Regions from separate parts of the Mus musculus genome. Here region 2 is linked to region 1. Evidence: chromatin contacts called from public promoter capture Hi-C data. All regions are on one chromosome and are shown on one strand. Each heading gives the region's core, a stretch centred on a gene start, on an enhancer-like site or on the middle of the called end of the contact. The rest is flanking DNA. Distances are from core to core; before and after follow the strand shown. Region 1 holds the start of Wdcp (WD repeat and coiled coil containing). Region 2 holds the start of Ldah (lipid droplet associated hydrolase).

What was found. Promoter capture Hi-C pulls out the DNA fragments that hold promoters and counts their contacts.
Region 2: a contact with region 1 is called in a promoter capture Hi-C map of pre-B cells. The contact joins the promoter of Ldah here to the promoter of Wdcp in region 1. A contact is called at or near these places in 2 of 39 promoter capture datasets (cranial neural crest and pre-B cells).

The regions. Positions count from the first base shown.
Region 1 is chr12:4,840,910-4,845,662 of GRCm38.p6, forward strand. It overlaps Wdcp (WD repeat and coiled coil containing), which reads left to right and starts at 2,394. Exons shown (of 4, transcript NM_001170858.1): 1 at 2,394-2,542. It overlaps Fkbp1b (FK506 binding protein 1b), which reads right to left and starts at 664. Exons shown (of 4, transcript NM_016863.4): 1 at 490-664. The coding sequence starts at 526.
Region 2 is chr12:8,205,393-8,210,514 of GRCm38.p6, forward strand. It overlaps Ldah (lipid droplet associated hydrolase), which reads left to right and starts at 2,734. Exons shown (of 7, transcript NM_001364261.1): 1 at 2,734-2,812. It overlaps Gm33037 (a long non-coding RNA gene), which reads right to left and starts at 2,741. Exons shown (of 4, transcript XR_381233.4): 1 at 2,636-2,741.

The sequences.
Region 1 (4,753 bases), core at 1,144-3,643:
TGGCAGGCTCCCAAATTGGCTCTCTCCACAACTAACCACTGCCCAGCCCTGGGGGCCTCCAGACAAGAGGGGCGGGGAGGTGTGGTGCAATAGGAGGGGTTTCTCTGTACAGCAGGAACCCCCAAAGCGAGATCATCCCTGGAACCGAACAGGAAAAACGGAACAGAAATTCAAACCTGGGAAGTCAGTAGCAGCGGTTAATCGAGAGGTTGCAGCTCAGGAGATAGCAGCCGCAGCCTAGGACAGTGGCTGGACATAACCCCCTTGCCCTAAGGTGGCCGCCTTCACTCCCCAAGGTGAGCGGGCGCAGAATGGGATGGTGCGTTGTCCTCTGAAACCCACAAGAATCGGGGAAGGAGGTCTCCTCCTGTCGCCCGCATCTTTGACCCTCTCCCCGCTTCAGGTCCCCGGAGCCACCTCGGAATCAGATCCCAGCCCGCGGACTCCGCCCCGGGACCCCTCCTCCTCCCGGGCCCAGCCGCCCGGTACCGTCTCCTGGGGAGATGGTCTCGATCTCCACGCCCATCACGGTCCCACAGGCCCCGCCTCCAAGGGGGTCCTCGCGGCTGCCCCGACCCCGGCTCCGCTCTGGCGCGGACCCCGCAGGCACTCCCGCTCGCCTTCTTGCCGCCACTGCAGAGCCGGAGGAGGTGCGGCTGGAGTCAGGACCTGCGCGGGGAGGGGCCGCCGGGAAGGGGGCGGCGGGGTGGAGCTGTGCGACAAGGTGGGGTCGGCCGGGGCGGAGCCCGAGGGAAGCGACCCTGACGTGGCTGCTCCGGATCCTGGCCAGACTAACCACCATTAACCCACTGGCTGAAAGGGGAGGCAGGGTGAGCGAGGCGTGCCGGCACTAGCACATCCACACATCTATCCACTCAGTGTATATTTATTTAGCACCTACAGGGTGCAAAGCCCCAGGGAGTCCACTCAATCCTACAGACTAGGAGAAAGTCGGTAATTAAACTAACTCTTTAAATACGTGTGCTCAGTGCCGTGGGGTTCAGAGTAAAACGGAAGCACCCGAGACTGATACCTACCCGGGTTAGGCTTCCCGAATCTATTGGAGCAGAGCCGGCGAAGGGAAGAAACCAATTATTGACGAATTTTCCTCAACCACCTTAAGACCACATTCATCATTCCTCAAAGTTTTACAGCAGGTATATGTATTGGAGGTCTCACCTTTCAAGGTAAAGGACTGCTCCCTGGGGATTCCAACTGAATTAAAGGAGGATCAGCTCTGTGCTGAAGATACAGCGACAGCCTGAATGGTGAATGCTATAGAAGGAATGAATGAATTCTTTTACCTCTACCCAAACCAAACCAGGATCTAAAAAGATACTTTTGTCCTTCCCCAATCCGAATTCCGCTTCCTTGGTCCTGGGACTTGAATCCAGGGAAGCCAGGGCCTGTTCACTCACGCTAAGCTAACAGAGGTTACGTCCATGGCCCCTAGGAAGATACATTGGGAGGAGAAAACATTTGCTTGAAGGCTGAAGGAGACTTTAAGAAATGCCCCCCACCCCCATCTTTTCTACACCCGTTGCACAGATCTGAATTTGTTTCTGACAAGAGCCAATGGGAGGTGAGTATGGGAGAAGGACCTATTTATTCAAAGGCCCAGAACTGGAACTTGACGCATTTTCCTCAGTTTCTCCATCTCCACTCTTCCAAGTGGCTAGCTCGCAGATACTAGCTTGCCAGGATACAAGGACTAAAGTTGGTGCTCAGAAAAGCTGGTTTACGGTACTGTGCACGTTAGGATCAGAAAAAAACCCGTGTGTGTGCCCTAGAGTCGTCAGGGCTTAAGGCAAACAAACAAACAAAAAAGCTTAAGACACCCCACCCTCCAACCCTGACCCTCACCCCCCTACTGGTTATGGCCTTGGGCAGGTACTTTGAGATCGGGGTAGAACAGATCTGCTACTTGGGCAGGCCTACGAGGCTGGCTTCAGGTAAACGGATGTATTTACATTTTGGGAGTGATATTTTATGGGATTTTTAAATGTGGAGTTCTTGACTCCCCTCTAAACTAAACACTAACTTTTTACACATGTTGACTGTAGAATTCCGATTCCCTCTTGCCAACCAATTTTTTTTTTCTCTGTATAGCCCTGGCTGTCCTGGAACTCACTCTGTAGACCAGGCTGGCCTAGAACTCAGAAATCTGCCTGCCTCTGCCTCCCAAGTGCTGGGATTAAAGGCGTGTGCCACCACGCCCGGCTCTTGCCAACCACTTCTAAGAGAACAGTTGAGACCTGCGTGGGAAAAGAGGTTGAAGCACTTGAGGTGTATTGTGAAGATTTTCGGGCGGTGATTTCGCGGGAACTACAACTCCCAGAAACACTTGCGGCAAAGCCCGCGCTTAATGGCCATCGGAAGGACCCGCCGCTAACGTGACGCACTCAATAGCCAATAGTCTAGAGGCATCTCCGAGGTCCAAAGGCCGAGGCTTCCGTTAGGTGCCCGGGACTTCTGATTCCCGGTCCTGTGACGTGAGCGGCCCCGGGATTTTACGTGTGGGACGGGGAGGCAGAAGACTAAGGTATTTCGTTGTGTGTGTGTGTGTGAAGTGGGTGGCACTTCAGGCCCAGGGATGTAGGCGTGGGGAGAAGTTGAGGGAGAGTTGGAAGAGGACCAGGCTGCAGTAGAAGCAAGCTCACGGTGTGGGTTTTAACAAGTGCCCTTGGGATACACGAGTGATACTTCTGGTAATAGAGCTTAAGGAATATAGCCTTGTTTGTAGTAAGTTAAAGTCGCCTACGAACTTTGAGATGTTTGAACAAACCGAACTAAGAACTTGGTTTAAATTACAAATGATAATAGCCGAGCTTTTGGTTAATTCCAGGAGGCTCTAACGGGATGATCAGTTAAGCTGTTGCCAGTATCTCTGTCTCACGTCTCTCATCCTTCTGGGAAGCTAGATGGGGAGTTTTGGTTTTGGTTTGGTTTTTATCTGGTTTGGTCTTTTTGAGACTGGGTGTCATTTTGCAATCAGTGCTAGCCTAGACCTAGCTGGACTCGAGGCAGTGTGTGTGTGTGTGTGTGTGTGTGTGTGCCTGCGCCCGCGCGCCCGCCTCAGCGTTTGCGCACGCACGTGCACTTGCTTTGGTGCATAGCTGGAAGTCATAGGACAACTTTTGTGAGTTGGTTCTCTCCTGCCACTTTGTGGGGTCCAGGGGTTGGACTCAGGTATAAATAAGGCTTGTGTACAAGCCCCTGATAACTGCTGGGCTATGTTGACTGGCTTTCAGGTTTTGTTTTGTTAAATGATAAGATCCTTACTTGCTTTGGCTTTACTAACCTTACATCAGTGACTCCCAAATCCTTCCCTGTGACTGCCTAAGGTACATCTACTGCTACCTTACAGGCACCTTCATGAAACACGTTTAATACCACTACATAAAACTCATCTAATACTAAATTTTGTCACAGCTTGCAGTATCTCAGTCGGTGGAGTGTTTGCCTAGCATACAGAGGGTTCTGGGTTCCATCCCCTGCACCGCATAAACTGGACCGGTATTATTCTCAATACTCAGGAAGTGCAGGCAGGAGAACAGGAAGCTCTAGGCCTGTCTGGGCTACGTGAGGGTCTGTATGAAAAATAAATACCTTACATACTACACACCTTTCTCATCTTCAAAGCATGCCTGCCTTCTGCATCTCTGACTAATGGTTCAACTCTTTCTCAAGCTAAAATTTTGCATGCTGTCCCTCAAGTATTTTTCAGTCTTCACATTCTGTGAGCGCAGTCTTTCTGTCTTAGAGAAGCGCCTCTGGCATCCAGCACCTCGTCTTCCTCTGGGAAAACAGCTGCACACTTTGTTTCCTCTCTCTTTTTTATTTTATCCTTTTTCTTTTTCCATTTGGTTTGGGGTTTTTGTTTATCTGTCCAACCTCCCCCCCGACCCCACCCCACCCCACACACACACGGGGTTTCTCTGTGTAATCTTGGCTGTCTTGGAACTCACTCTATAGATCAGGTTGGCCTTGAGATCTGTCTGCCTCTGCCTTTCCGGTACAGGGATTAAAAGAATGCACCATCACCGCCTGGCTCCTTTTTTTCCCCTTCTTGCTCTGGCCTGGTTTGCTTTGTCCCAAAGATTGATTGATTGCTGGCCTGGTTTGCTTTGTCCCAAAGATTGATTGATTGATTGATTTAATTAATTAATTTAAGTACAGCTGTCTTCAGACACACCAGAAGAGGGCATCAGATCTCATTACAGATGGTTATGAGGGCATCAGATCCCATTACAGATGGTTGCGAGCCACCATGTGGATGCTGGAATTTGAATTCAGGACCTCGGGAAGAGCAGTCAGCGCTCTTAACTGCTGAGCCATCTCTCCAGCCCTTGCCTTTTTTTTTTTGTTTTTCGAGACAGGGTTTCTCTGTGTAGCCCTGGCTGTCCTGGAACTCACTCTGTAGACCAGGCTGGCCTCGAACTCAGAAATCCGCCTGCCTCTGCCTCCCGTGTGCTGGGATTAAAGGTGTGCGCCACCACACCGGGCTTGGTTTGTTTTTTCTGAGGTGGGGCACACATACTACAGCAGATCTGTGGAAGTCGCAGGACAGCTTTTGTGAGTTTGTTCTTTCCCTTAACTTTGTGGGATTCTGAGACTGACCTCAGGTTTTATGGCAAACACTATTTATTTATTTATTTATTTATTTATTTATTACATGTGAGTACACTGTAACTGTCTTCAGACACTCCAGAAGAGGGAGTCAGATCTCATTACGGGTGGTTGTGAGCCACCA
Region 2 (5,122 bases), core at 1,484-3,983, 3.4 Mb after region 1:
CTTTTGGAGTCTTTCAGAGTCAACCAAAGCCTAGAGTGCTACAACCCAAGACAGAGCTGGAGAAGTGGCCTATGCCCTTGGGAAGGGTCCAGGTGATCATGTGTGAATCCCAGAGATTGGAACAAGAAGCTGTAAAGTAGAAGTTGCCTTGCATACCCTGTGATGTTAAGAGATGCCAGAGCCATGGGATACTCGCAAAGGAAAGCAGCTAATAGGAAAAAGAACCAGCCCAAGAGAAAGAAGTGTGTTGCAGTCATCAAAGCTGAAAGGAGTCGGGACATCAGACATGGAGATGCCGGGTTTGGAGTTTGCCCAGATGGTTTTCTGTCTTGCTTTGGTCCAGTATTTCCTCACTATGACATTTTGGAATGGTAATATATATTCTGTGATGTTGGAAGTATGTGATCGGTTTTTGGATTTTGATTTCATAAGGGCTTACAGTTAAGAGGTTGCATAAAACTCAGAAGAGACTTTGAACTTTGGACTTTTAAACATCATTGATTCTGTGATGGCCTTTGTTGACTTTTGAAGTTGGACTAAATGCATTTTGCATTTTGTTACTGCTGCCAGCCTATGGAGGCCAGGGAGTGAAATGCGATGGTTTGAACAGGTTTAGCCCCATGGACTCATGGACTCTGAACCTGTAAGCCAGCCCCAATTAAATGTTTTTCTTTATAAGAGTTGCCTTGGTCATAGTGTGTCTTCACAATAGAACCCTTACCAAGACAAGCTGGCCTACAGACCAGAGATTTAGTCCTTTATCATCATGGTGGAAAGCATGGTGACATGCAGGCAGACATGATAATGGAGAGGTAGCTGAGAGTTCTACATCAAGAGCAACAGGGAGCAGGAAGTGAACTGTGAGCTGACAGGCCTTTTTTAACTTCTCAGATCTCAAAGCCCTCCCTGTAGAAATGAACTTCCTCCAACTAAACCCTACCTACTCTGAAAAGGCCACACTTCCTGATGTTGTCATTCCCTATGAACCTATAGGAGCCATTTTCTTTCAAACTATATTCCACTTCCCAGGCCCCTTATTCAAAGCCATCTTCACCAGATTTCTGTCGTTAATGGTTTCCTTCACTGCCTAAGCTTGGCTGCCTTAGAACTCACTCTGTAGACCTGGCTGACTTTGAATGCAGAAATCTTCCAGCCTCTGCCTCCAGAGAGCATCCTATTCAGCTACTTATATAAGCTACAACAGTCATAGTCTGCCATGTAGCAAAGTGAACATTGTGTGCAAAAATATGACAACTTAGTAAGAACATGTATATTCCAAAAGTAGATGGCCCAGAGAAAACATGAAGAATACAGAAACTGCTGCAAGTAACCTGAGCCTAGCTCTCCTAACTAACTGTGGGAAAGTCAGTTTCTTCGCACCTCATTTTACACTGCAGTTAACAGAAATAATCTCTGGCCAACTATAAAGTCTGAATTGCTTCAGTTATTTCTGGCACAGGTTCAGTGAAATCAGAAACATAAATCACCTAGATGCTACATCGTAGATGCATATCCAAGAATTAAAAGAAATCCTGCACCAATGCATTCTGTCATGTAGTCTATGGATGAAAGAAGGATGGAACAGATACCCAGAAAGACGCCCTTGATATGTCAGTAGTCCTTTAACAGCATTACTGGCAGGAAATTTACACACATAAAACTGACACCACTTGGTACATATCCTATGGTCACCGTAACATAATCATTTACTTTTATGTATTTATATCTCCAAACTCTAGTGATCACTTGTTAATACTGACCACACTGAAATGCTAAGGGTTTAAAAATTAGTTCATGAAAAACTCTTAACACAATGAATATCTTTTTCTATATTCATTAAATGTTACCTATTGGATGTGGAAAGTAGAAGTGATAAAAAAGGGTTATGAAGATATTTATCGGTTTACATTCCACAGCTAGTTGGATGTTGGTTCAGTAGTTATGAGCACTAACTCCTTTTCCACAGGATTTAGGATTGATTCTCAGCACCCACATGGTGACCCATAGGCTTATGTGGTTCAGGTCCCAGGGAACCCAGTGCCCTCTTCCAGCGTCCATAGGCTCCAGGCTACTAATATACAAAAAGATTTTTAAGTTAAAATATAAGTGATGTTGGTACTATCACCGAGGTGCTGGATACAAGCGCAAAGCTTTTCCATGTGTGATAATTACTATGGGTTTTTTTTTTCTTTCTTTCTAAGTTCCATGCTTCTTCTGGCTATAATACTGCCATATTGGCGACAGTATTTTGGGGGACAGAAATACACTGATTGCCTACAATTGTACCAAGTGTTGAGGATACTATCTTGAAGTTTGTAGTAAGCTGGAAATAGCTCTGGAAGGTCGCATTATCCTGAATATGAAACTGAATACTATATGAAGTTGAATACTAGCACTAAGGTCAGCTGAGAGTCAACTTTCCTGTGATCATGAGTCAGGAATGAAAAGCAACTGGTGGTGGAAGAAAGGAAAAGTGGGCAGATGGGGGGGGGGGGGGGAATGAAAGAACCTCCAAAGAGAGGAAAAACTCGTTTACCAAAACGACAAAGAACAGAGAGCGGGTAAAATTCAGGTGGTATGCTAGAAACGCTCTATGTGCTGCTCCCAGCAATCTCGCTGACTATAAACCACCTACCCATCAAGCTGCCACCCAAACTCTCACACGGGAGATCCTTGCAAAGCGTTCTACGGGTCCCGACTTCCGGGACCGGCGCGGCGCGGCGCTGTGACGTCAGTACAGGCGGAACTTCCGGGTCTGGTGAGGCTTTGCCGAGACGTCGGCGGACGACCCCAATACCTTGTGAGTGGGCAGGTGAGGTGATGCTGCCAGTACTGTGTGGTTTGTCTGAGGAAGGGCACGTGGGCTGCGCATGGGGTGGTGCTAGGATAACTGAGCTGCCATCACCCCGCGTGCACAGCCGCTAGGCCGTGCGGTACGCGATGGCACTACACTCGCCCGACCTGTGGCCAGGTCGCCAGAGGCTCCCTGGGTAAGGATAAGCCAATGCGCTGGCAGCCAGCCTTCTAGAAATAAATCCAAGTCTGCGCTGGGGCTCCCCAGGCATCTGTGGTCGACACTGTCCCTCGTGGATTCTCCTGAGAAATCTGCTGACATTAAAATTACCTTTACCCTTGCATATGATGTGTTGTTTCACTGCTTTTAACTTTTTTTTTTATTTTAGTTTTACAAAATGCATGGCTTCTAATAGTATAGTATACATTTCCCCAGCTTGAGAAGCTCAGCTTCTTGAATCTGTAGATTTATGCCCTTCCCAATTTTGAGAAGTTTCCAGATACTCTTTCTTAAAACGTGTGTTTTAGCCCCACATTGCCTTCTCTGAAACTCTAGTTGCATGAATTTTAGGTCATTTGTCATTGTAGTACAAGTCCCGGGGCTACTGCTGAGTTTTTAGACTGTTTCCCACCAATTCAGGTTTGTAAATTTTGTGGATCTATCCACGTTCTCTCATCTCGTTCTTTGTTGATACTACTCTGCTGATAATCCACCCCATAAGTTTTGTTCTTTCAATTATTACTTTTAAATTCCTTGCTCTTGTTTCTTATATAATATTTATGGTAGCTTCTGACCTTTAGTGTGCTCTTACATTTTTCTGGGCTTTGCTGTCTTCTTAGAAGAATATTTTAATCAAGCTCTTTCTTACTTTGGGAAACTATTACATTCCAGGTGCCTTCAACATTTTTCTAAACTACTTTGATGAAGAAGTTGGAATGTTAGTAGGAGAGACTTTTAAGATCATCATGGGCAAAATATCAGGTCACTTTTTCTGAAACGTTGTATTGTATGCCTGTGTCATAAAGGGTCAATATGCTTATCAGTGTGTTGTGAGCTAATGCTATGTGACTAGTGAGGTGAGGTCCTAAGAGGTGAGGCAACTTTGTTCTCAACCTCAGGAGGCAGCCTACATGCACTGCAAGAACCTATTAAAATTGGCCATGTGAAAAGATTAAATATGAATTAAATATAAGATTATGTGTTCAACCTATTTTTGTTTTAGAGCATTCATTGTTAAGCTTATCAATAAAGGTACTTCCAGATGACCCCTGTCCCAGTGAACAAGTCAAAGCCAGCTGTTGAGTTTTTCTTAGCTAACTCTACTTTGGATTGTTCCAAAACTGCCTGTGCTGTACTCTATAAATTTCTAACCCACACAATCTGTGAGAATATAACATATCTTCAGGTATTAAGTTTTATGGTGGTATGTCATGTACCAAGAATAAATGAAATCCCTTGTATTTTCTAGGAACCTTTTATTTATTTTTTTTTAAAGATTTATTTATTTACTATATGTAAGTACACTGTAGCTATCTTCAGACACTCCAGAAGAGGGCATCAGATCTCATTACAGATGGTTGTGAGCCACCATGTGGTTGCTGAGATTTGAACTCAGGACCTTTGGAAGAGCAGTTGGTGCTCTTAACCGCTGAGCCATCTCTCCAGCCCCCGGAACCTTTTATTTTTTTAAACTGTAACAGCTATCAGCGCATGTTCCTTGGAAGATAATTCTAGAATTACTTACTGGTTTCCCAACTCCTTAACCTGATATTCAAGGATGTCATAGTCTGGAGTAGAAGAATCCCAGCACTAGTCTAAAATTGTGTGTGTGTGTGTGAGTGAGAGAGAGACAGACAGACAGACAGACAGACAGAGAGATTCTGCAAATCTGTCTCTTGTGATCAGCATTACACTTTATCGAGTTTTTTGTTTTGTATTATTTTTTAAGACAAATCTTCTATAAACCATACTGACTTTGAACTCCTGATCTTTCTCCTACCTCCCCAGTGCTAGAAAAATAGGCATGAACCACGACAGCTTGGTGTGTGGTTTGGGGGATTTGTTTGTTTGTTTGTTTGTTTGTTTGTTTGTGAGACAGTTTTATATACCAAGTAGCCCTGGCTGGTCTCAAACTCACAACATTCCTGCCTCAGCCTCCCAAATTCTGGGATTATGGTAATGCACCAACATACCCAGATGATAGTTTCCATGTGATATTCTTTGACTCTTTTAGAAAACCCTTATGGTTATTAGCTGTCTGGTTATGGCTCTTCTCTTTTTATAAAGCCCTTCTGGTATTTTGCCTGTATTTTAATTGGATTGTCTCTC